Regions from separate parts of the Mus musculus genome. Here all the other regions are linked to region 7. The links are chromatin contacts, called in public promoter capture Hi-C maps. All regions are on one chromosome and are shown on one strand. The core of a region is the stretch at or near the end of the contact, and the rest is flanking DNA. Distances in the headings are between cores, read along the strand shown.

What was found. Promoter capture Hi-C pulls out the DNA fragments that hold promoters and counts their contacts.
Region 1: a contact with region 7 is called in a promoter capture Hi-C map of embryonic stem cells, with 9 times the contacts expected there. The contact joins the promoter of Pank3 here to the promoter of Spdl1 in region 7. A contact is called at or near these places in 24 of 39 promoter capture datasets (the 3T3-L1 cell line, 3T3-L1-derived adipocytes, the C10 cell line and 16 more), 1 of 15 datasets of contacts at CTCF or cohesin (pro-B cells), 19 of 484 Hi-C or Micro-C datasets (B cells, CD4 T cells, the G1E-ER4 cell line and 12 more), 26 of 115 datasets of contacts at active chromatin or transcription factors (the 230-238 cell line, the NIH/3T3 cell line, astrocytes and 17 more) and 2 of 9 other capture datasets (embryonic stem cells and macrophages).
Region 2: a promoter capture Hi-C map of hippocampal neurons shows a contact between it and region 7, with 12 times the contacts expected there. The contact joins the enhancer-like site here to the promoter of Spdl1 in region 7. A contact is called at or near these places in 18 of 39 promoter capture datasets (the 3T3-L1 cell line, 3T3-L1-derived adipocytes, the C10 cell line and 10 more) and 2 of 115 datasets of contacts at active chromatin or transcription factors (acute myeloid leukemia and stem cell-derived neural progenitor cells).
Region 3: a contact with region 7 is called in a promoter capture Hi-C map of hippocampal neurons, with 4 times the contacts expected there. The contact joins the promoter of Kcnip1 here to the promoter of Spdl1 in region 7. A contact is called at or near these places in 3 of 39 promoter capture datasets (the C10 cell line, embryonic stem cells and hippocampal neurons).
Region 4: a promoter capture Hi-C map of the HPC-7 cell line shows a contact between it and region 7, with 4 times the contacts expected there. The contact joins the enhancer-like site here to the promoter of Spdl1 in region 7. A contact is called at or near these places in 7 of 39 promoter capture datasets (the C10 cell line, the HPC-7 cell line, HPC-7-derived erythroid cells and 4 more), 1 of 115 datasets of contacts at active chromatin or transcription factors (effector CD8 T cells) and 1 of 9 other capture datasets (liver).
Region 5: a contact with region 7 is called in a promoter capture Hi-C map of hippocampal neurons, with 5 times the contacts expected there. The contact joins the promoter of Kcnmb1 here to the promoter of Spdl1 in region 7. A contact is called at or near these places in 6 of 39 promoter capture datasets (the C10 cell line, hippocampal neurons, liver and 2 more) and 2 of 9 other capture datasets (liver and macrophages).
Region 6: a contact with region 7 is called in a promoter capture Hi-C map of neutrophils, with 3 times the contacts expected there. The contact joins the enhancer-like site here to the promoter of Spdl1 in region 7. A contact is called at or near these places in 6 of 39 promoter capture datasets (the C10 cell line, HPC-7-derived erythroid cells, hippocampal neurons and 3 more) and 1 of 115 datasets of contacts at active chromatin or transcription factors (double positive thymocytes).

Annotation. Positions count from the first base shown.
Region 1 is chr11:35,768,139-35,771,520 of GRCm38.p6, reverse strand. Pank3 (pantothenate kinase 3) reads right to left here and starts at 2,026. Exons shown (of 7, transcript NM_145962.2): 1 at 1,574-2,026. The coding sequence starts at 1,601.
Region 2 is chr11:35,742,076-35,745,444 of GRCm38.p6, reverse strand. No RefSeq gene overlaps it. Among named protein-coding and RNA genes, the nearest start is that of Pank3, 26 kb to the left of the region's middle. Within about 2 kb of position 1,639, at least 13 of the 459 cell types and tissues checked have an H3K27ac peak or open chromatin away from gene starts, as enhancers often do. A contact at or near this core is called in hippocampal neurons, where this site is marked.
Region 3 is chr11:33,842,162-33,845,672 of GRCm38.p6, reverse strand. Kcnip1 (Kv channel-interacting protein 1) reads left to right here and starts at 1,987. Exons shown (of 9, transcript NM_001190885.2): 1 at 1,987-2,543. The coding sequence starts at 2,483.
Region 4 is chr11:34,008,237-34,011,710 of GRCm38.p6, reverse strand. All of the region lies in intron 4 of 4930469K13Rik (RIKEN cDNA 4930469K13 gene), which reads left to right. Among named protein-coding and RNA genes, the nearest start is that of Gm51857, 27 kb to the right of the region's middle. Within about 2 kb of position 1,315, at least 150 of the 459 cell types and tissues checked have an H3K27ac peak or open chromatin away from gene starts, as enhancers often do. A contact at or near this core is called in the HPC-7 cell line, effector CD8 T cells, liver and 1 more, where this site is marked.
Region 5 is chr11:33,961,716-33,965,014 of GRCm38.p6, reverse strand. Kcnmb1 (potassium large conductance calcium-activated channel, subfamily M, beta member 1) reads right to left here and starts at 2,002. Exons shown (of 4, transcript NM_031169.4): 1 at 1,689-2,002; 2 at 181-338. The coding sequence starts at 314. It also overlaps a transcript of Kcnip1 not described here.
Region 6 is chr11:34,030,175-34,033,530 of GRCm38.p6, reverse strand. All of the region lies in intron 4 of 4930469K13Rik (RIKEN cDNA 4930469K13 gene), which reads left to right. Among named protein-coding and RNA genes, the nearest start is that of Lcp2, 15 kb to the left of the region's middle. Within about 2 kb of position 1,915, at least 117 of the 459 cell types and tissues checked have an H3K27ac peak or open chromatin away from gene starts, as enhancers often do. A contact at or near this core is called in double positive thymocytes and neutrophils, where this site is marked.
Region 7 is chr11:34,832,180-34,835,731 of GRCm38.p6, reverse strand. Spdl1 (spindle apparatus coiled-coil protein 1) reads left to right here and starts at 2,091. Exons shown (of 12, transcript NM_027411.2): 1 at 2,091-2,244.

The DNA of each region.
Region 1 (3,382 bases), core at 777-3,276, 940 kb before region 7:
GTCACCAAGTCCCATCAACCAAATGTAAATTCTACAACAAGCAGAGAAAGTTCACTGAAGGAAGGTACTGGAGTTGGGATCACAAATGTGAGCCACCATGCTAGCCTAAGGTGCATTAATTTATCCCAGAAAATGTAAACGTGGTCACTGTTTCAGACTTCCTTTTTTTGTTTTTGTTTTTCTGAGACAAGATCTCACCACATAACTCCAACTGGCCTCAGAATTTGGGGAGATTACTCGTCTCTGCTTCCTGAATGTTGGGGTAAAAGCTGTGTACCACCACACCCTGGTTCAGATTTGAAGTAAAAAGTTAGTGTGGTGGCACACGCCTTTAATCCCTGCATTAGACAGGCAGAGGCAGGCAGGTTTCTGAGTTAGAGGCTAGCCTGGTCTACAAAGTGAGTTCCAGGACAGCCAAAGCTGCAGAGAAATCTTGTCTACAAACAAACAAAACGAAACGAAACGAAAGCATCATTAATGCTTTCTATAAGCAGATAATCTAAAAACAAACAAACACTGTCTCTTAAGGACCATGCCCTGTAGGTGGAAGGGAAGCAGCACTGCACTTTGAGCCAGTACAAGGAGGGGACTAAAAGTCACTGAAGCAAAGTTCTCTTTCCTCATCTTTAAGCACTGAGAACTCTCACGTTTTAAGTAAATGTTTCTGGACTGCGTTGGAAGCTGAGTCTGTGAGGTTTATGGGAACAGGCAGGGAAGATGTTCATGCCCCCTTTACAGCTGACCTCTAGGCGCAGTTGTAGATGGCATAAAACACTAAAATCTGTAAAACCTCTATGACAGGAACACAGATCCCCACATGCCCAGTTAGTAGAGAATGAAAGAACAACATTCACAAAGACTGAGCCAATAAACAAGCCAACCGCAGGAATAAGAGGCATTTAAAAGACAGCTTGTGAACCTTGATGTGTCTCTCATAACAGGGTTAGAACCTTTGCATGTATATGCATGTACAACTACAGAAAAAAGCTCGAGGTATTTATCACCATATTAATGTGTTCGAAATAGCTGAAATACGATGTTTAACCTTGGTGTTTATCTGCTCCCTAAAACACAAAACCAGCTGATTTTCTAAACTGCCCAAGCCATTAATTTATCTACAGGCAGAGTACATGCACAAGCGTTGAACAGCTCCAAATGCAAGGCTGACAACTCCCAGGAACCCACCTGGACTTCAAGGACACGCGCAGGAAACCCAGAAACTGGGGAAAATGGGAGGGAGGTGGTGTACCAACCCCTATCTGACAGCCATGACTACCTCTTTTCAAGAGGGGCCTGGTAGCTGTGCTCCCATTTTGGTAAAACCCGAGTCAAGATTCTCCCGTGCACCTCCCAGATCTGCAGGAGCAAGAGAGCAGCGGGCAGGGGGACCGCAGGAGCCTGGCCCTCATGCATGGGGGTGGGGAAGCCCGCCGCCTGCAACCTGGGGCTGCAGCGATCCCTCCCTTCCCTCCCTGGCTGGCGTCCGAGAACAGTCGCGAGCTTAAAGCGGGCCGCTCCGCCAGAGGCTCCAAGGCCCGTCTTCCCAACCCACGGGTCCCCGGTCCCATCTTACAGGGTTTTTTGGCATCCTTGATCTTCATGGCGTCGGCCTAAGGCGCGAGGGGTAGCCTCGGGTGCAGAGCTCAGCGAGGAGAGGTGAATACTCCGGAGCTGGCTGGGCCGCGCGGCGAGGCCCGGCCGGTTCCTCCCCTCAGGCCGGGTGGGGCGGGCCTAGGGCGGGGCGGCGGCGCCTGAGGCCACAGGCGGCCCACGGGGCGGCCCAGCAACCCCGCAAGGGGCGGCCGGGACCGAGCGAGCCGGGGAAGGCCGCGGGCCTCGCCGCTCCGTGGCCCCCCGCAGCCGCTCCGAACAAAAGGCCCCGGTCCCCCGAGCCGCCGCCGCCGCCGCCGCCGCACTGAGAAATAGCCCGCCCAGGCCCAGCGCCCACGTGACTCAGGCCTCCTCGCCTCGCTCTCCGCGGGGCTGCTAGGAGTTGTAGTTCTCCGTAGAGTGAGGCTCCACTCTCCTGCGGCAGATGCTCAGGCGGACTACAAAGCCCAGGATGCCTCTCGACCCCTATTTCTAGCCCCCCTCCGCTTCCGGAGATCGCCTCAGAGTGGTCCCAGCGGGGAAGAGGCGGAGCCTTAGTCACGCCAGCAAGGAGGCCGCCAATGGTAGCAAGCCGTGGGCGGTCCTGGCAATTCCCGGGCTCTGGTCTCGTAGCGGCTGAAAGAAGAGAGGGGTTGTGAACTCTGAGGGCGCTGTGGCTGTCACGCAGTCGCAGATTTTCCTCTTGATGGTTTTTCCCTGTGATGGCTGTGTCAAAATTCAGGGGTCCAGACCACTGAATACGTTTGATGAGATAAGTCATCCGCTAAAGGAACACCTTGAATATTGGGGTTGGAAGGTCACTAAAGATGGTAACATTTGCTACATAATTATTATTTAATGTAATGTAGTCTAGCAGCCTTTTGAGTCACATGCGAGTTTTATTTACTGTGAAGATACGGCAGGAACGAGGCAGTCGAAACACTTGAAAGTTGTAGTATGGTCGTGGTGCAACGCCTTTAATCCCTGAACTCTGTGGAGGCAGAGGCAGGCAGATCTCTGGAAATTCGAGGCCAGCCTGGTCTACAGAGCGAGTTCCAGGACACCCAGAGCTACAGAGAAACCCTGTCTCATAAAACAAAACGTTTGAAAGCACATGCCTTTCAGGTTCCTCACAGGATCTCTCTAGTCTAGCTCCTCATTATAAAGAGGAAAGTGACTTTCAGAGAAAAGAATTAGATGCACCAGTTCTCAGAATAAACCCAGGATACCCTTTTCTCTACGCCTCTTGTGATTTGAGATCATCCATCGGAAAAGGAAGAGATGGTATCAAGGACATGGCCTCTCCTCCACTTTTATGTCTTAGATGGCAAAGAATTCAGTCATTGACAATATGTGGCTTGGTAGGAACCTCCATGTGCTTGCCCCTGGGGAGTTGGCCCTGGAAGATAGCATTCCAAGAAACAATCTAACTGGCGAGCTCTGCTGTCCTGCCTTTGCTGATTGCTATAGTTTGGATTTAGTTGCTCTAAGCCAAAATTCACACTGAGGCTTCATTTCTCAATGAAGTAGTGTGAGAAGGTGGGGCCTTCAGGAAGTGACTGGGTAATGGGGACACCAGTCTTGCGGTTGATCAATGACTTTCTCTAGAGACTGTATTACATCTCATGGGACTAGGTTAGAGCTTATGGGAATGAGTTGGGTCTGGCAGGTCTGGTTTAATTACTGTGTACTGGTGGATATAATGGAAAGTTAGCTTTGGTGTTCTGGCGACTTTCAGATTCACTTGACATTCTTCTTTGGATTTTACCGTGTAATGTTTGTCAGACCACCC
Region 2 (3,369 bases), core at 390-2,889, 910 kb before region 7:
GCTGAGCAAGCCAGGGGAAACAATCCAGTAAGTAACATCCGTCCATGACCTCTGCATCAGCTCCTGCTTCCTGACCTGCTTGAGTTCCAGTCCTGACTTCCTTGGTGATGAACAGCTGTATGGAAGTGTAAGCCAAATAAACTCTTTCCTCCCCAACTTGCTTCTTGGTCATGATGTTTTGTGTAGGAATACAAACCCTGACTAAGACACTCATAGTTTCTGAAATTAGTTAATTAATTATAGTTCACAGCCATTGGCTCCTTTGGTTCTGGGACTGTGGTTGGCAGATCATGGTGGTAGGAGTGTGTGGCACTGGAAGTGTTTCCTCACTTCATGGCACACAGGAAGTGCAGGGGCAAGCTCAAGGACCCAACCCCAATAGTCTTTCTCCCAGTTGGGACCTAGCTTTTAACGTTCTCAGAACCTTCTAACATGTTACCAGTTGGGGACTAAGCTTCCAACACGGAAACCTATGGTGAGAGCAGGGGTGCGGGAGTATCATAGGCAAACCATAGTGCCATTCTGTGTCCGTTCCTTTCCTGTTGCTCAAAGCAACTTATAGAAGAGCATCTTTTGACTCGCAGCTCCGGAGAGTTAAGTCTATCAAGATGGGCAAGCGCAGTAGCAGCTGGCAGGAGGGTTCAGGGAGCTGGAGGATTACATCTTTTGCTGCCAGCTTGACATAGGGAGACAGCCAGGAGCCAAGTGTTCAGATAAATGTCTGAGCCCGTGGGAGACATTTCTCATTTAGATCACCACACCCACTTTTTGTTCATTTTCCATTTGGGGAGCTTCTGACTCCAAGTTAAATGTTAGAGAGTATAATTGAGTTAAATGTTAGAGAGTATAATTGAGGAGCAATTACATGCAAATATAACTGATGGCCCAGCAGGTCAAGTCACTCAACAGATCAAGTCAAGCTGGCCACCTAAGGTTGAGTCCCCAGGACCCATACAAGAGGGAGACCTGACTCCTGTAAGTTGTCCCCTGGCACATGTGCCCTGGCATACATATGCCCACATACATGTGCGTATACATGCAAGGCAATGAGCTGACCGTAGAGCAGAGAAGCACTCCCTTCAGTAACGGAGCCTGCATACGTCCTGAATCTTTGTGGCCTGACTCATGTGCAAAGGCCCTGGCTAAGGTGGACACAGGAGGCTCCTATGCAGAGCAGGGCTGGTGGACCTGTTTTAGCAACTGGTGACACCTGATCTGGAGGTCCTGCCTTGTTCCCAGTACTGCCCAGCTGAGGAGAAAGTAGAAGGAAAGATGAAAGGAAGAAACAAGGAACGATGCGGACATGGGGTTTGGCTTTTTAACTCAACCTCTTATTGAAAAATAAAAAGCTGAACTCAGAGAAAATATAAAGAGGGGAGAGGTTCTCTTAAACACACAAGGTTATGAAACCTTTCCCTTTCTCCCACACACAGTCTTTCAGCATACCATGGTATTTATTTGCTATTTAATGTCATTCTAAATAAGGGAAAAATTAAAATTTCAAATCAGCATGAATTTCTCTGTTCATCTTTATCCCCTGCCATGCCAGTGGGAAACGCAAATATCAAAGTGTTTAACTGGGATGCCGAGTCAAAATTATACAGTTGGAATCTCTGGGCCTCATCCCCAGAAGGTGCCTGAAGCTTGCCAAAAGAGATGAACATGAGCCAGACAATGGAAGGTTGGAAGAGATGGTCCCCTGGCCGTAAGGATATGCTGAGCTGCGCGGTGCTGAGGAGCCTGGCTGAAGATGCCTTTCCTGAGCCAGCTGCTCCAACGCACAGAAGAAGGTAACCTTGGGGATGGTTGACAGCCTCTGCTACAGGTTGTCTGGAGACAAGAATTGGTTGGGGAAAGGTCTGTTTCCATCATAAAGCCTGTCAATGTGTCCTGGTCCTGCTTGCAAGGGGCAGCCACCAGCTCACCAACTTCCCTGTCCTGAGGAATGCCCATGCTAACCTTTGACTCTTTTGACTTGGTTTGTGCTCCCCCACAGCCTGCTGCCAAGAAAGGAGGGCAGCAGCTGTTACTGGACAGGACAGGGAGAGAGAGGGAGGTTAGGCAGGATGTGGAGTGTTGGGGGAAGGTTGGTGTCTAAGGTAGGGTTTTGCTGCTGTGAACAGATACCATGACCAAGGCAAGTCTTATAAGAATAACATTTAATTGGGGCTGGCTTACAGATTCAGAGGTTCAGTCTGTTATCATCAAAGTGGGAGGATGGCAACATCTAGACAGGCATGGTGCAGGAGGAGCTGCAAGTTCTACATCCCCATCTGAAGGCTGCTAGCAGAACACTGGCTGCAACGTCCTTCTTTTTCCTGGGCTGGTTCCACTCCATTAGGTGCATTCCTCAGCAGGTAGACCACGGCTCTGGCATCTCGAACATCTTGGGGTCTCCAAAGCAACTTCAATGTTACAGCTTTTTGGTTCAATGTCTCATATGATCTTCCGGGGTCCTCCAAAGGGCTGGCGTCACTTCCCAGCTCTGCCCTCTGTAGCACTCTAAGCTCAGGACGATCCACTCCAATGCCACTGCTTTTCTTGGTGATCATTCCATGATACTGGCATCTCCATTACGCTGGAGTGTTACACTGTAACTAGACTTCACCAATAGGCTCTCTTCATGGTACCAACCCTCAACTCCTTTGCATGATCCCTTCAGTCCTGGGCTATCAACTGCAGCTGAGGCTGCACCTTCACCAATGGCCTTCCATGGCCTCTCACAGTACCAAGCCTTAGCTGCTCTTCATAACCCCTTCATGCCTTCAAAACCAGTACCACCTTGGTGACTCTTTCCCATTACCAAGTACAGCTGCAGTACGAGGTACAACCTTGGCTATGCTCTATGTGTTTGCAGAAAAGACTTCCCAGATTTCACCTCAGTGATGTTAGTCTCTTCTTAATCACCGCTAATTTCTTAGCTCCAGCTAACCAGCATCGATTGTTTCAGTAGTCCCTTCTATTATTCACTCTAAAGCCAGAGCTGGAACTGAAGAGTTCTGCTGCTTGCAGGAGCTGGAATATGGCCCCCTTGTTCTTATTACATTATCACCAGCTTTCTGTTCTCCAACTCCTTCACTGCCTAAGCTTGGCTGTCTTGGATCTTGCTCTGCAGATTGACTTTGAACTCAGAGATTTGCATGCCTGTCTCCTTGGATTAAAGGTGTGCACCACCATGCCTGGATTTAAGCTTTTCTTCACCTAGAACTTGCTCTGTCCCAGGCTGGCCTTGAACTCAGAGATCTACTTGGCATTATATCCTGGGATTATGTACCACCATGCCTGGATCTAAGTTTCTCATGACCTCTATGCCTCTGTGTCTTCCAACCTCAGGATCTGGATCACAGGTGAGCCCTCCAAATCTGGATT
Region 3 (3,511 bases), core at 738-3,237, 990 kb after region 7:
GTTATCTTCCAGGAACCCCAACTTAAGGCTTCCCTGCCTTTTCTAGAGGACAAGAAAGAAGAACCGCCTCCTATGTCTGTCACCATCCAGTACTGCGGGGGAAACGGCTCAGGCAAGCCTGAAACACCTGGTAGAGAGTCTACGCTTTGACCTAGGCGGAACTCAGAGCAGACCTTTCAGCCCAGAGGTCCCCTAGTGCCTTCATTTGCCAACATAAATGACCCTAGGAGATTATGACAGAGCCCTGAATAATAAGTTCTGGCTGGACAACCTCAGATAAGTCCCTAATTCTGAACAAGCCTCAGTTTCTCTCCATGGTGATGGCAGGCCTGAAGCAACTAGCCTATGGGGTCTTTGTGAGCATCACATGGGTGGTGCAATCCCATAGCAGTGGGCATTGCAAATGAAAGGCATATGTAATACTGAGTGCATTATTCCCCCCAACCCCCGCTGCACAAAACAGGACTCATGTTGGGATCTGAGCAAGGGGTAAGTGTTGCTGAGGTGAAGCACGCTATTCTGAGTCCCTGAGCCAAGGCGCTGGCCAGCTGTGGGGGCAGCTAATGGGCTCGGTGCCTGGAGTCAGACCACACTCCTGTATGTGCAAGCTTATGTATTGTGAAGGAGCTGATGACTCTGCTCTGAGAGCACATGTGAGGGTCTTAGCTGGGGTCTTACAGGTGCACACCCCACCCACCTCATGTGTATTATGGGTTTGGAGTCTGTGTGCAGCATCTCAATATCTGTGTGGGCATGAGGGACCTGTGCCCATATGTTCATGGTTGCATATATGTGTGCGTGTTTATGACGCCATATGTTAAGGGATGCTGTGAGCTCCCAACACAGCATGTGTCTGTGTGCTGCAGAGGAAATGACTGGACAGGGGTCTGGAAAGAGAGGGGGTTGGGGATTCTCAGTGCAAACACAGAGGGAATCCTCAGTGAATGTCCAGGCAGACAGGGCAGACAGGCAGCTAGGCTGGGGAAGAGGAAATTCAAAGCTTTCTAGGGAGACACCTGTCATCAGTTGCCACCAGGAGTTGCCACAGGTCCTCCATCATTGCCTTTTCAGTGGAAAGCTGAAGTGGGGCTTGAGGGTTCTTGCCACCTGAAGGGAAGGTCATGGAAGGAAGATTGCTTTCTAAATTCAAGAGTTACCCCCTGGGTTCCTAACTCAAGTACTGTCCCCACAGGTGTCTGATTTGCAGGTGACAGAGCAAACACACACACACACACACACACACACACACACAGAGAGAGAGAGAGAGAGAGAGAGAGAGAGAGAGAGAGAGAGAGAGAGAGAGAGAGAGAACACAAAGAGGGGGTCAGGTAGCAAGAGCCTAAGGGGACCCACAGCTACTTCTCGTCCCACTTCCCCCACTTCCTGTCACTAGAAATGAGCTCTGGTCCTAGGGGATTCTGCAGGTCCCCAACACCTCCTACAGAGTTCAAAGGAGCCCTTCTTCTTGATGACAACTCTCTTTAGGTGGGGCAGACTTTACTCCACACCAGAAAGGTAGGCAGTGGTTAAATGATTTTCTCTAAAGTCAAATGAAATCTTAATGCCCTCCCTTTCTCTCTCTCTGTCTCTCTGTCTGTCTCTCTGTCTGTCTCTCTGTCTCTGTCTCTGTCTCTGTCTCTGTCTCTCTCTCTCTCTCTCTCTCTCTCTCTCTCTCTCTCTCACACACACACACACACACACACACACACTCACTCACTCACTCACACTCACATATTTATATTCATCCTGGGGGTCACCTGCTGCCTCCTACCCAAGCTGCACCCACCAGCCAGGTGCCTGATCACATCTGTCTGCCCAGAAGGACATCCCCGGTGTCCCGCACAGCCAGGAGTAGAGCCTTGTAGACAGCAGGGCCAGGTCCCCACCCCGCCCCTCTGCGGTCCCCAGGCGGCCTCCGCCGCCTCCCCCACCATCCCCCGCGCCTGGTTCTGAGCCCCGCTCTACTCCGCACCAGTCCCTGGCGCTGTTCATTCATGATTGGTACTCGGCCCCCTGAGATCCAGCCCGAGCGCGGGGCGGAGCGGCCGGGTGGCAGCAGGGGCGGGCGGGCGGAGCGCAGCTCCCGCACCGCACGCGGCGCGGGCTCGGCAGCCTCGGCCGTGCGGGCACGCCGGCCCCGTGTCCAACATCAGGCAGGCTTTGGGGCTCGGGGCTCGGGCCTCGGAGAAGCCAGTGGCCCGGCTGGGTGCCCGCACCGGGGGGCGCCTGTGAAGGCTCCCGCGAGCCTCTGGCCCTGGGAGTCAGTGCATGTGCCTGGCTGAAGAAGGCAGCAGCCACGAGCTCCAGGCGCCCCGGCCCCACGTTTTCTGAATACCAAGCTGCAGGCGAGCTGCTCGGGGCTTTTTTGCTTTCTCGCTTTTCCTCTCCTCCAATTCAAAGTGGGCAATCCACACCGATTTCTTTTCAGGGGAGGGAAGAGACAGGGCCTGGGGTCCCAAGACGCACACAAGTCTTCGCTGCCATGGGGGCCGTCATGGGCACTTTCTCCTCCCTGCAGACCAAACAAAGGCGACCCTCTAAAGGTAAGCACTCTGTCCTCTATTTACTCCCCTGGATAGGTTTGGGGGCACTGGGTGTTGTGTTGGGATGAAACGTCTGTCTCTCTTAGTTCCAAACCCACTGTCCGTGAGGGTTTTGGACAACCTCATGAATCCAAGGAATTAAGAGCCTCGTGGGAGGGTTGGTGTGAACACCCAGGGGTAGCAGCCGAAGTGGACGCTGGCCCCAGCAGGGGTGTGGGTACCCTTCTCTTCTAGGGAATGTATTGGAGCAAGACAGGCAGATTCACAGGTGGAGAAAACTGCGTTCTCTGGGGTGGGCGGAAATGTTGGGAGGCTCTTCCCACTCCCATGAGGGCTGATGTTGGTGCAACCTCGAACATCCAGCAAGGGTGCCTCCTTGGGAATGGCCATGCCTTGCCAGGTGCTGACTTGGGAATCTAATCATGAGGAAAACGGTGATTTACCGGTCCATCCTTAAAACCTCTGCAAGCCAAAAGGAATCAGCTACGTCCAGGTGGTAGAGCCCCCAGGCGGGTCCTGGGACACAAGCAGTCTGTAGGAAAAAACAAATAGCAGGGCTGTGCTGCTATGGTGGTCTGAGGACTTCAGAGGAATGGGGAGAACTGTCAAAAGGGGGGCTGGGGCGACAAGCTCACATATCCTGAGATGTCCCTGTCAGGAGCCTGCCTTTCTCCAGCTGTGGCATGCCCATCTTCAGTGGGACAGTTATTAGATGGCCACGTGGAGTCAAGTGACCTTGTTGGGCCAAAAGCACACAATGCAGGCCCCCTTTTCAACAGGCAGAAAGTTGCTTATAGAAACAAGAAGACTGGAAACAAATCAGAAAAAAAAAAAAAAGATAATGACAGGCTTGGTTTGCTTAATGCTCAAAAGCCATTGAAGATAGCAGAAGGGTTCTAAATAGTTTCACACTTAAATATCCAAGTTCTGATGTTTAATATATTCTGACTACAGGTGGGGGCACAACA
Region 4 (3,474 bases), core at 66-2,565, 820 kb after region 7:
ACAGTGCACATATATACACAGGGGAAAGCATCCATACACAGAAAATAGAAAATAAATAGAGGAGTGGTGAGATGGCTTAGTGGGTAAAGGTGCTTGCTGCTAAGGCTGAGGACCTGGGTTCAATTCCCAGTGCCCACATGGTAGACAGAAAGAAGTGATAAGCTGACTTCTACATTTCTACTGACACATGTCTGCACATGCATATACATGAACGCACACTACCAAAAGCATGTAAATAAATAACTCATAATAATAAAGGTAAGGGGCTGGTGAGATGGCTCAGCGGTTAAGAGCACCGACTGCTCTTCCAAAGGTCCTGAGTTCAAATCCCAGCAACCACATGGTGGCTAACAGCCATCCGTAATGAAATCTGATGCCATCTTCTGGAGTGTCTGAAGACAGCTACAGAGTACTTACATATAATAAATAAATAAATAAATAAATAAATAAATAAATAAATAAATAAATAAAATAAAACAAAACAAAACAAAAAAATAATAATAAAGGTAAAATGTCTAGACATGTTTGGGAGGTGCCAGAGGACAACCTTGTAAGAAAACAGATGGTTTAAAGCTAGAATTCCCCAGCCCAGACGCTAGAATGCAGCTGCTTCCTCTGGAAGACTCCCAGAGCACACGCGCTCTCTCACTCAGCACACATGCACACACTCACTTCTACACTTCCAGCCCCCAACCTCAGGAAGTAGATTTCTCAAAAGCTAGGGCTGGATATGAGTCACAGGCAATTCCATTTTGTTTGGGGCACAAGACTTGTACTGTTTGAGGCCAGAGGAAGTTACTGAGAAGATGTGGTCCTAACCCCAAGGGAAATTCCCACCCGACAACTGTTTGACAGTCTGGGAGGAGCATGTTCCCTGTTCCCAGAAAGGATGTTGTTTCCCCAGTCAAGGTCTTGAAATCTGCAGGGCCTGGGACTTATGGGTGCAGCTGGGCTAGCAGAGAAGGAATGTGAGCAGCAGGGGGTCCTTTACAAGAGTCTGCAGAGTCAGAGTAGGAAGGAGGTTCTTGTATCTGCATTCAACGATAGGGCATGGGAAGGGGAGCATGCCATTAATATTTGGCACCTCAATTGCTCTGAGGTTTCCAAACTTTCCCTGGGAGCAGCAGCCTTTGGAGAGAGAAGGTGAAGGAGCCCCACAGCACCCTCCAGCCCCCCCTGCCTCCCTCTTCAGCCCATCCCACGTTCCTAAAACCCCAGGTTGTGAAGGAAGTGGTGAGGACTGTCAGTGCTCTCCTTGGCCCACATCAGGACAATCTAAGCAGAGAAGAGAATGACGTGGACACTCTTTCCTCCATTGCATCACAGTGGGAGAGGAGATGAGGCCTGCTGGGGAGGTGACCGCCCTTAGGGGCTGGCCCTGTGGTTCCCTGGAAGACAGGGAGGTGAACTGTCATGAAGGTTCTGATCAGACCTCTTCTGATTCCTTTCCTTTCTCCAGTGCAAACGCTTCGATGTGCCTCCTGCCATCCTGGTCCTTCAGCTCACAGGGTAGGCAGTGAGGAGTCTAGAAGCAGTTGCAGCTCTGACCTGCTTGCTGGCCTGGGGTGTGGGGGCGGGGGTCAGTTCTGCTGGCAGCCTCCCTCCTAGGCTACTCAGAGTCTACCTCAGAGACACTCCCTGGTGATAGTGAGGTTGACCAATACTCTTAGCAGCTCCTTGAGGAAGCAGAGCCCTCTCTCCACCACTGAGTCACAGGGTGGGCCGAGAGCATTGCGCCAATCCCAGCATCAGGAGAGTGGAAAACAACAGCACCGGCTGGTGAAACCACAGGAAGACAGAGTTTCAAACAGTCACCAGTCAACAAAAGACACCTTCCTGAACCTAGAGATCAGAGAGAAACCTGGGCCCGGTTTTGGGGGAGAAAAGAAACATTAGAAACAGATATTCTTAGCTGAAGTTTTGCTAGAAAGAACTTCTCCCAGAGGTTTTCTGGGGACACACATGAGCCACCAGAGACGACACACAGTCTTGCCCAGTGGCAGACAGCCTCCACGAGCACAATGACAACAACTTAGGCACAACAGAGAACTGGCCGCCAGACTGTACAGGTCATTGTGTGTGTGGATTCAAGGCTTCTGAAGGCAAAATTTGAAGATACGTAAAGAAGATATTATAATACAATCCACTTTGGCCATGAGAATTACTAGCCAGGGTGATGGAAGTCTGTGGGTGACAGGAAGTGGCTGAGCAGGTATCTCTGGAGAAACGTTTTTATGTAGGGTCATGGTGGCCTTTGTGCAAAGCTGCGGTTCTGACTGAGTGATCGTTACTGTTGCCTTTACAAGTCTCCGCTATGGTTTCTTTTCTTTTTCCTTCCCTCCCCTCCCCTCCCCTCCCCTCCCCTCCCCTCCCCTCCCCTCCCCTCCCCTCCCCTCCCCTCCCCTCCCCTCCCCTCCCCTCCCCTCCCCTCCCCTCCCCTCCCCTCCCCTCCTCTTCTCTTCTCTTCTCTTCTCTTCTCTTCTCTTCTCTTCTTTTTTTTTTTGGTCAGGAATGGCAAAAGCTGCCTTGGTTTTGATCCTGACAAACTCACAGTGAAGAACAGAAAGCAAGATGTTTTAGAAAGATGCTTCCAGAACAAGACCTGGCCACAGTCCGGTTAGCCACTCAGATAACCTGCAAACCCAGGTGGCAGGAGTCCTAGCTCCTCGGTTGCTATTAACTGAGACATTGCAGTTCCTCCCCAGCAGAGGGCAGAGTAGCTTCTCATTCGCCTCACCTCTTCGACTACAGCTAAAGGAAAGTCTGTTTAACAAAGAAAACGTAACTTGCCTTCTGCAAAGCTAAACATCAATTAGCCTACAAGCCTTCAGCTGGTCTGGGTGTGATAAAAACCCCAACGTTTCATCTTGGACCATATCATGACATCACGATTCTTACCAGGAGATTATGGGACTGTGCTCTGTGGCTGAAGCGTCTCTCACCTTGGCCCTGTGCAGTCAGCTCCTCATAGGCGAGCCTAGGGAAGCAGTACCAGACTTCTCTGGAGCCCTGAATTCACACCTTTGCCCCAGGTTAGAGCCTATTTGTTCATTTGCTGTGAAGATGTTTGTGTCAGTTTGTGATCTTTGACTAAAGTGGGTTTGGGGCGATGCGTGTCCAGTGGATCCCAGCGTGGGCTGTGGAAGCACCACCTTCAGGCACCACAGGCAGCCGCTTGGACCACATGTCCACAGGTTCAAGCAGTTTGGGCCTCAGAGGCTAGATCAGTTCCTCCAGCAGGAAGAAAGAGGAGAGGAGTCCGGACTTCACTTCCGGGTGCTACTGCGTCTGACTTCCCCTTTTCGAGAAAGCCTGTCTTTTTCTAGGGTTGCTATCGAACCTCCTCAGTTAATCTGTCTGTGGGATGAAAAGCTTCCTGCCACACTCGTTACCCTGTGTTATGAGAGAGATGCCTTCCGTGGCTTGGCTTCTCCCTGTGTTATCTGTTTCTCCCCTGCCATGTGCTGGCTCTTT
Region 5 (3,299 bases), core at 753-3,252, 870 kb after region 7:
CCCCACCCCCAAGGAATCCTGCACCTGTCATCACCAGTCCCAACTGGGGAGTCTCTCACTCCTCTGCTCCCCCAGAACTGGAACCCCTGAGCCTGAAGATGACGAATGCCTCGTCTGTCCTGACTACCGTGACGGGTCAAGGGTAGGGTAGGTCAATCCAGGAAGTGGAGACATCCATACCTTTTCTGGTAGAGGGGCAGCACAGTTGTACCCAGGACGTAGTAGGTGATGGCAGCACACACTACCATTGCCACTCCCAGGCAGAGGGCTCGTGTCTCTCCGCGCTTCTGGGCCATCACCAGCTTCTTCCCCATGGCCACTGGAGGCAACAGTCATTTCTAGCACCAAGAAGGCAAAGAGAAGTGAGATTAGCCCAAGTGATAGGTTCATAAGAAGGAAGGAAGGAAGGAAGGAAGGAAGGAAGGAAGGAAGGAAGGAAGGAAGGAAGGAAGGAAGGAAGGAAGGAAGGAAGGCAGGCAGGCATGAGGGGATGCAACCAAATAACAACATTGCTCTTATTTAAGTATGATAATACGTGGAGCTTTGCAACTTACATGGAGCTTTCTTACAGAGGTCTGCTCTGGCCTCTGGTAACAGCCTACAGTTAGCTTTTAAATACTCAGGATCCATTATCACCAATTATCTCCAGGAGAAGCCCAGTACACTTGAGGGGATTTCCTTGTGGTGCTGGCTTTTTCCAGTGAGCCCTCCTAGACTCCTGAGCATTCCCAAGATAAATGACAGCAGGAGTCTGCTCAAGGCTACAGCATGGAAGCTCAGAAGGGAAAGGAAGGAAGGATGTCACCTGTTCCTGAGAGGTCTCGCTCCTGTGACTGGTTGTGCCTGTAATGTCCCGATGGCTCACCAGCTACATGAAGTGAGTTCAGTTTAAATGTAAAGCTTAGGTGGGAATCTGGGATGGGCCTAATGAGAACCTCCAGCAAGAAGGATATGAAGCTCTGATATGCACTGTGGCCTGAGACAGGAAGAAATGGGTTTCCATGATAACAGAAGAGATTTCAGGGAGACTATGCCGGATGTGAAACATTAAGTATCTCAGGACTCCTTGGATGGAATTCTGTAGAAAAGTCACCTGAGGTCTGGGCTTGATCTAGGAAAGTTGGAAAGGGTTAAAGAAGAGTCCTATGTGGCATAACTGTTGGGTTGTTGATCTCTTCCTTAGAAGGACTGGGGATAGAGTATGTAAGGGTTTTGGGGGAGTTTAGAGAAGAGAGGCCATCAGATATAAGACCGAGTCCTGGCTTTTCTACTTAGCAACCATATGACTGTTAAAACAAGAACAATAGTGCCCTCCTCAGGGTCCTGATGTAGACCCACCAACACTGCTGAGCGTCACCTCATAAATAAGTGATGCCCTCCATAAACAGGCGCCATCATTAACTGAGGAATTGAAGGAGCTTGGTGCACTCTGCCAGGCCTGTTTGTCGATCCCTATCCTGATGACAAGTGACAACACTGGTCCTGACTGGCTGGCCACAAAAGAGACGCCCAGACCAGGGTCAACAGGCCAGGCAGGCCCTCCGGTGCCAGAACTCTGATGGGCATCAGGAGAGGTAGGGATTTTCACCACCCTATCCATGCCATCACAGGCTGCTGTCTCCCACCATCTCCCCTCAGCCCCGGCTTCCTAGAAGCCCTTCCCAAGCTCTCTGGGATGTAGCACTCACAGTTCTCTGGGTCTCCGCTGGCTGGCAGATGGTTTCTCTCCACTCGCCCCACCCCCACCCCCACCCCAAGTCAGGCCTGGGAGCTCTAGCAGGAAGTTTGGTCTCCCAGCTGGTCTCCAGGGAAGCAGTCTCAGTCCCATCTGGGTCGAGCCTCCATGCCCAAACATGGTCAAGTCTGAGCACACAGCTTGCCCCGGGATAAAAACTCCACAAGCAGGTACCTAGCCTCACAGCCCTCAGCTGCTGTTGGGGACTCTGCCCCTGCATTTCCCAGAGTCTCCTGGGAAACAGATGTCAAACAGCAAAAGCCATTACCCACCCCACAAGGCCATCCTGATATATGTACAAAAATGTTTCTTCTACACTCCGTCTTTCAGGCTGGCAGAGAAGCCAGGAATAGGAAATGATCTTCCTTGTGTAGTGCAGGGGAGGGAGGTAGAGGGGTTGGGCTTGTCACTAGCCCATGTTATATCCACACCAGTGCAGCCAAAGCCTCCCACCTTTGTCCCTGACTTCCTGTGTGACTCTGAACAAGTCACTGAACCTCTCTGGACCTCTGTCTTCTCCCTTCTATAATTAATAGCATTTTGAAAACTTAACTTTATTCTGGATTGTTAAGTTAGAGATGGAGTTCAGAGAAAGGAGGAAATTCCGCCTTTTAAAGACCACTGGGGCTGAGGCTGGTAGCGGTGGGTCCCACAGCTGCTTCCGGCCAGCCGTCCAGGTCCAGGGACAGTGCCATGCTGGGGACCTCCCACAGACTGACTCTGCTTCATAGGCAGAAAGTTATTGCAGCCAATACGACAACTGAACATTGGTACTGGAGGTAGGGGTGGGGGGCAAACCTGCTTTTGCACTCCGGGTCCTTGTGGATAAAGAGAGCACTGTAAGAGTTGGGAAAGCAAGAACAAGCCCCGCCCCACCCCTGCCCCAACCCCGGCCCCGCCCCCGCCCCGCCCTCCTTACACCTTGGTGCCCTGCTAGTCATCTGCACAGAACTTGATGCCTGGTCCAGAGTTTCTCTACTTGATGAACAGAGACAGATTGGAAGTTGGCCCCTCCCAGTGTCAAATCCCAGCCATCTCTGCCACCAAGGGACTGTTCTAACACCTCAAACCATACCTCTGTTATGTCTCCAGCCACCTAAAGTTCTAGAAGTAGCCTCTGGTGTCCCCAGGCCCAGGGCAGTGGGTGCATCTTAGATATTCCTGATCACTAGGTGTTAGCACCTCTCACCTAAGCCTAACACCTGATAATCAGGGCCCTCTAAGGCCCAGAAAGAAAGTTGTCACTCAAGGCTCCTTGACACTCTGGGGGGTGAACAGCACCCCATCCCCCTTTAGTCACTGACTCTAACTAGAGAGACAACTACCTGTTTAGTTGCCTCATAGCAACTGGAGATTTATTAGTGTGCATGTGCCTGCATGTGTGTGTGGTGCTTAAATGATTTGTGCATGTGTGTGTGATATGTGTGTGTTTGGATAGGTATGGTGTGTGTATTATGTGTGTATGATATTGTGTATATGTGTGTGTACTTGATATTTTCACACATGCATGCATTCATGGAAACCAAAGGGAGACATTGGGTGTTTTTCTCCATCTGGCCCACCT
Region 6 (3,356 bases), core at 666-3,165, 800 kb after region 7:
AAGAGAGCAGGTGCTCAGAGAGAGCTCAGAGAGAGAGAAACCACTGGCCTAGAGCCACAAGAATGAGCAGCGGAGCCCTGCTGGAAGCCAGGCCTCCCAGCCTTCACCTGTACTCTGCCCTGCTCCTCAGTATTCACAGACATTTCTTCTTTATCCCAAGCTCTCTGTGAGCCCTCTGCTCAACTCTCCCCCTTTCCCTATGCTTACTATTCTTTCCTGCCCTCCTCCTTCTACCCAGAATGTGCTGTCCTGTTTGGCTGAACTTTCTCTTTTTCTGCAAACCTGACCAATTGGGGGGTCTGAAGAGTCACTGCATCAGGTCCAGGAAAAGATGCTAGGATGCCTAACCTGGTTTTTCTCCTCCAGCAGTCTGTGTGGTGAGATGCAAAGACTGACTCCAGACAGGAAGGTGATGCGGGATATAGAATGTGGAAAGTCAACTAGGTCATCATCCTTGCTCAGCTATGGGTGCTGCTGAGCTCTGGTGGTGGGCGTGCAGTTTGTTCTGGTACCTATGCAGGGACTGATAGCAGAAACATCAAATCTGTCTTCATGAGCAGAGAGACCCCATAACAGGGCACTATAGTCCATTTTCCATTAATGGGTGGTTTATAAAGAATTCATGGTGGCACTGGTATCTGATAGTGACCTCTTGCTGCATGAAAACATGCAAAGGACCTCTCTTTGTAAAGCCAAATGGAGAGGTAGAGGGGCTTTTACAACTGAGGAATTCCTGCAGCAACTCGTGAATTCATTAGGCCACAGGCCATTCAAGACCCTATCTCTCCCAAAGGCTCTCACTTCTCCAATAACACTAGCATGTGGTTTGAGGATTATGTTCTTCATACATGAAACTTGGGATCCCATCTAAGCATAGCTCCGGGCTTTGCTTCCCATCTGTGTGGTGATAGAGGGGTCCTTAAACTTGACCGTCCTACTCTTCCCCCCTTCCTGAGAAACGGGGCATGCCTCCCCTGCTTGCTGTCCAACCTGGTCTCTCACTCCATCCCACAGCAAAAGCCTCCCTTTCCTGAATAACAGAACAATTAAGAACCCTTTAGAATGTCGGATGCACTCTGGGCATTTTGCAACCCCACAGTGCTGCATATCCCCATCACAGTCAGAACGCTGACTCTGTGGTAGCCGCTGAGGGTTAGACATGAAGTTGGGCTCAGCCCTAGCGTCTGAATCTAACTCTGAGCTTTTCTTTACCCTGTGTACACTCCTTGTTTGCTTGTCTGTTCGTTTGGCAAGTTTTCAGTTGAATCACACTGTATTATAAGGCATTTTCCTAAGCACTTAGGTTATGGCAATGAACAGGCCGACAAGGTTCCACCCTCAGAGAAATTAGCTTCCCACTCAAGCAAAGAGAGAGATGAGCACAAGGTAGCTGTAACCATCAAGCTATGCCGAAGAAAACTGGCCACTGTGCCAATGCAAGCACAATGGGGGCTTCTTGGAGGATTGGATGATCGGGACGTGTTTCCTCCTGCTGACGGGTACCATATATAGCTGGGTGAAAACTCTCCCTGGAAGGTTGGGTCTGGGGAGTAAGATAGGGCATCGGGAAAGGGAGGGGGGCGTGGCTTTGCCTGGAGACTCCCGCAAGCATTATAAGTCTCCGGAGCTAGCCACTTTTCCACTTTTGCCCCCTTTCCCACTGTAACTGGCTGAGCGCCCTAACAAGTTTGTCTTCTGCCCCCACACAAGACCAAGGAGGCTTTTTGTAATCAGGGCAGAGACACCAGTCATGGCTACCTGCTGCTGCTGCATGCCTGTAAACTCTGCCAAGAAGTTACTTGTCTTTCTCTGCTGTTTCAGTGCTGTGGGGTGCCTTCCACCACCTCTGCCCATAGCCTTTGACCTACATCCTCCCTGTCTACTCACCCCTCCTCCCCGCCTGATTGAAAAGTTGGTTAGCTCTGCTCGTTGGTTCCGAGGCTGATCTGATAGCGCTCATAGGCTGCAGCCCTCCTGCCAAGGACTCTGGGAAAGTTCACTTCCTCTTTCAACTTCTCAGCATATAGGGATCTTTCCAGATATGATGGCTCTTCAACTTCCTCTTTCTTTCTTCTAAACAGCTTGACCCCGTGGGGGATTTATGGGTTCAGTAAGGGTTAGAGGGTCAGAAGTACACCAGATGAGTTAAGAACACCCTTCAAGTACTCAGAGACTGAGAGACTAAGCTCCCTCTGCATAACACAGCAAGTGGCACAGGGATTTCTGCACTTCCGGGAAACCTCTGAGATACCTGTTTAGAATGTAGTGTGTCCTTGTCCCTTTTCTACAGCATTGAAATGGGTCGGAAGGTATGGGAGGAAGATAGAGGGGGTCAATAGAGGAAGCTGGCCTTGCATATATTCACCAGTCATATCCCTTCTAGCTGTCTGTGACTTATTTCATTTGCACAACATTATGTTTTTTTGTGTGTTTTTCGTTTTGTTTTGTTTTTTGTTTTGTTTTGTTTTTGTATGCAGAAGTAAAACATAACCATTATGGAAACATTAAAGTACAGAGGTGGAAAAAAATCAGAACAATAATAAAAACGCTGCCATTTCACTTCATAAAAGAAAAATTTCTCACTATTTTAAAAGATGTGTGTGTGTGTGTGTGTGTGTGTGTGTGTGTGTGTGGCATGCACTGCTATCTATAAAGATGCCTGTGTAGGTCATAAGAGGGTACCTGATTCCTTGGAATTTGAGTGACAGGTGGCTGTGAGCCCCTGGCATGGCTGATGAGAACCAAGCTTGGGTTCTTTGGAAGAGCAGCAAGGACTTTGAACTGCTGATCCATCTCTCCAGCCTCAGCCTTTCTCACTTCTCAAATGAGATAGCACTTTTCACGCAGTTCTCTAACAGTGAACAACTTTAGACAGCGGTAGCAGCATTCATTTGGGCAAAGGACAACTCGTGAGCCTGCAGAACTCAAAAGCAGCTGAGAGTCAGAGGCTGAGCAGATCACAGTATGAGGGACTGAGAGTCAGAGGCTGAGCAGATCACAGTATGAGAGGGACTGAGAGTCAGAGGCTGAGCAGATCACAGTATGAGAGGGACTGAGAGTCAGAGGCTGAGCAGATCACAGTATGAGGGACTGGGAGTCAGAGGCTGAGCAGATCACAGTATGAGAGGGACTGAGAGTCAGAGGCTGAGCAGATCACAGTATGAGGGACTGAGAGTCAGAGGCTGAGCAGATCACAGTATGAGAGGGACTGAGAGTCAGAGGCTGAGCAGATCACAGTATGAGAGGGACTGAGAGTCAGAGGCTGAGCAGATCACAGTATGAGGGACTGAGAGTCAGAGGCTGAGCAGATCACAGTATGAGAGGGACTGAGAGTCAGAGGCTGAGCAGATCACAGT
Region 7 (3,552 bases), core at 842-3,341:
ACTGAGCCATCTCGCCAGCCCATGAATTTTTAATATATATGTGAGTATATTTGTGTGTGTGATAATTTCTACAGCCATGATTTTAAATATATATTTGTTGGGGTTCAGGAGTCGCCCACAAACCACACAAACACCAAGCTCAGTCAGACAGGGATGGTTTACTGAACACACACCCTAAGCTTGATCGATCAGGGCCATAGTTCAGAATCTGGCGGCCGAGGCTACAACTCCGAACATTTCTCAGGGTGTGCTTATAAAGGAAAATGCCACAATGAGCTCGTGTGCAGGTGCTGGAAGTGCTGTTCAGTGGTCAGCTCTGACTCAAGCTATTTTGGACATAACAGTTCATACTGATTTAATCTGATGGGTCCTATAGCTTTGTGGAATTTCTTAAGATTAACAATTGTCATACAGAACATAACAAGATATGTTATCAACATGACCTTGCTCTGAGTCAAGTTATTTTTCTGTGCCAATGAGTGGCAGGCATATCACAGCAACAGTATGAAAGAGCTGGCAGGCATGGAACAAAATGGCTACAGCTATGTTGGGGGGCACAGGCCTCAAGAATATTAAATATATGTAAATAATATACTGTGTTGTGAGCAACTCCCTGATAGTACGTTTAATCACACATCCTTCCAAGGTCTATGTCACTGCACCTGAGAGATAGTATGTGATTTAATATGTTCTCTCTGAATCAAAGAACAAAACAAGGAATTCATAAAGATTTTAGTTACAGGTATTAACTAGTCATGACTGGCCAACGATAGAGGTTATCTTCCTGACTCCTGAGTTGAAGAATCTGAGAATGATAGAAGAAATGGAATTTGCTTCATTTAATGAAGAACTCAGTGGTGATTATATCTGCTTGATGGATCATTGTTGTTTATCTTAAAACAGTTCAGTCCTTTAAAGTCTGGTCTAGCTCCATCAGAAATAACGGTCTACAAATGAAAATGAAGTGAGAAAGTCAAAGGGTGTGGAGCATCAAGATATTAAAACTCAATGGAGGCAATGCAGGAAAGGGGAAAAATAAACACTGACTACTGGACACTGAAGGTAAAAAATCACTGGGGTACAGTGCAGGATTGGCCTCATGATAAAACAAACAAAAACAAAAAGAAACGCTGGTGATCTTGTCAAGAGACAATTTACTGTACAATATAACAAACTAATCCCAGCACTCCCGAGGCAGAGGCTGGAGGATCTCTGTGAGTTCATCGCTTGTCCGGTCTGCAGGGAGAGTTCCAAGACAGTCAGGGCTACATAGAGACCCTGTCTCAAAAAGCTAAATAATAACGATGATGATGAAACTGAATAGTGAAAACCTTCTCAGACGTTTTGTTATATAAAGAAAAACAAAACGGGAATGTTACTGACTGGAGTTTCCGATTCACTTTTGGAATGTGTCACTTCGGCACCTTCATCTACAGAGGGCAAAGATTCAACACAGTAAACCACGATAAAAGACATAGAGCCAAGCCCATAGATAAAAAAGATATGATGCCAGGTGCCAGTTACTAGAGCTCTCCAGATTTCCCATTGCTTAAAAGTGTAAAGAATAAGCAAGTTTACAAGGAATTTCTATTTAGACACGCATGCCCTCGAGCTGTACTGCAAAACCAGCTGGGTTCGTCTCAATAGCAGTCCTATTGCGGTGATTTTGAATTACTTAGGTTTTCTTTGGAGGAGACTTTAATTTCCTCTGCGCAAAGTGCAAGGGCTGGCAGGGTGGTTCGCAGTCCTAACTGGGGCGAGCCCAGTGGAAGGTGGCACTGTGCTGGCCCTGGTGAGACTCAACGCCTTAGCTCCTAAAGGCGACTGCAGGCGGGCCAGCGAGGGGCTGACAATACCTTCCGACCCGGCGACACTGGCGTTGGTAAAGACGACAACAAATAAATAAACCAGAGAAACACACTTCACTAAAAGCAGACACTTCTAAGAAAACGAAGCAGCAGGAACGCCCAAAAGCCCAAGTCGCGGAGCATGCACATGCGCAGTCTCTGCAAGGCGCCCCACTCGTTTGCCCCGGAGGCGCGGATTGGACAAGACATCTCGTGAGAAACGTGAGTTCTCGCGGGAACCGTATTCAAAAATCCCCGGCGCTTACTTAGCAGTGCTGCTGCCGAGTGAAGAGGGAGTTATTTCTGTGCTGAGGTGGAGTTAGTGTCACGAATCTGGGAGTCCAGTGCTCTCCGGACAGGCCTCCGGTTGCAGCAGCCAGGAAGCGTGAGGAGAGAGGTAAGGGCGAGCGTCGGGAAGGGTGAACCGGGAGGAGGTGGGAGGAACGCCTGTTCTCAGGAACCTGAGTTCTCTGGAGCCGCCTTCCGGGTCGGTGTAGTCTTCGGTCGGACCGCTTCGCTGCGGGTTTGACTGCAGAAGGATAAATACGGTGCTGGGTGGTCTGGGACCTCCGAGTCTTGAATTCTCCAGTACCCTTAGCCAGTGGTGCAGTCTGAATTAACTTACAATTATGTAGCAGACACACAGGACGGAGTCTCATTGTAACATCTCATTCGCTTATGTTTTACTTATTTACTTTTTTTGTTGTTTTTCTTTTATTCACATTATATCCCAATCGCAGCCCCCTCCCCACTTTCCTCCCAGTCCCGCCCCCCAATCCCTATCCCCACTACTACCCCTCCCTCTTTTCTCAGAGAAGGGGAGTCGTGTCCCCCCCCCCCCCCAGTACCACCTCATCCTGGGACATCAAATCCCAGCGGAGTTAAATAAGCATGTTCCAACCAGGCGGTCCAGGTAGGGTAAGGGGTACAATGGCAGGCAGCAGAGTCAGAGACAGCCCTGCTTCAATTGTTAGGGGACCTGCAGGAAGACCAAGCTGCATATCTGCTACACATACGTAGGGGGCCTAGGTCCAGCCCCTGCATCCTCCTTAGTTGGTGGTTCAGCCTCAGTGAGCCCCCATGGGTCCAGGTTGATTGACTTGCATGTCTTCCTGTGGTGGCCTTGACCCCTTCAGCTTGCTCAATTCTATCCCCTACTCTTCCTCACGAGACTCCCAGAGCCCTGCCTGATGCCTGATGGGCCTTTGCTTCTGCTTCCATCTGCTGCTGGGTTAAGCCTCTCAAGACACAGTTATGTTAGGGCTGCAAACATAGCACGGGGTCGTTAATAGTGTCAGGGGTTGGCTCTCTCTCATGGGATGGGTTTCAAGTTGTGCCATTCAGTGGTTCTGCTCCATCTTTATCCCTGAGCCTCCTATAGGCAGGAGAACTTTGGGCTTGAAAGTTTTGCTTGGGTTTGTTTATTTATCTATTCAATGATTACAGATTGCAGTGGTAACATTTTGGATGTTTGGGTTAAATGTTTTCACTTGTACTTATTTGTGAAAATGTAACTACCCCCACCCCCCAAAAAAAAGTTTAAAATCCGTTTGGCTGGCATGGTATTTCTGTTGATGCCTAGTAAGAATTCATGTGTTCTTAATCTAGTTAGATGCCTTTTACTCTTTTTGTTTTTGTTTTTGTTTTGTTTTGTTTGTTTTTCGAGACAAGGTTTTTCTGAATAGCCCTGGCTGTCCTGGAACTC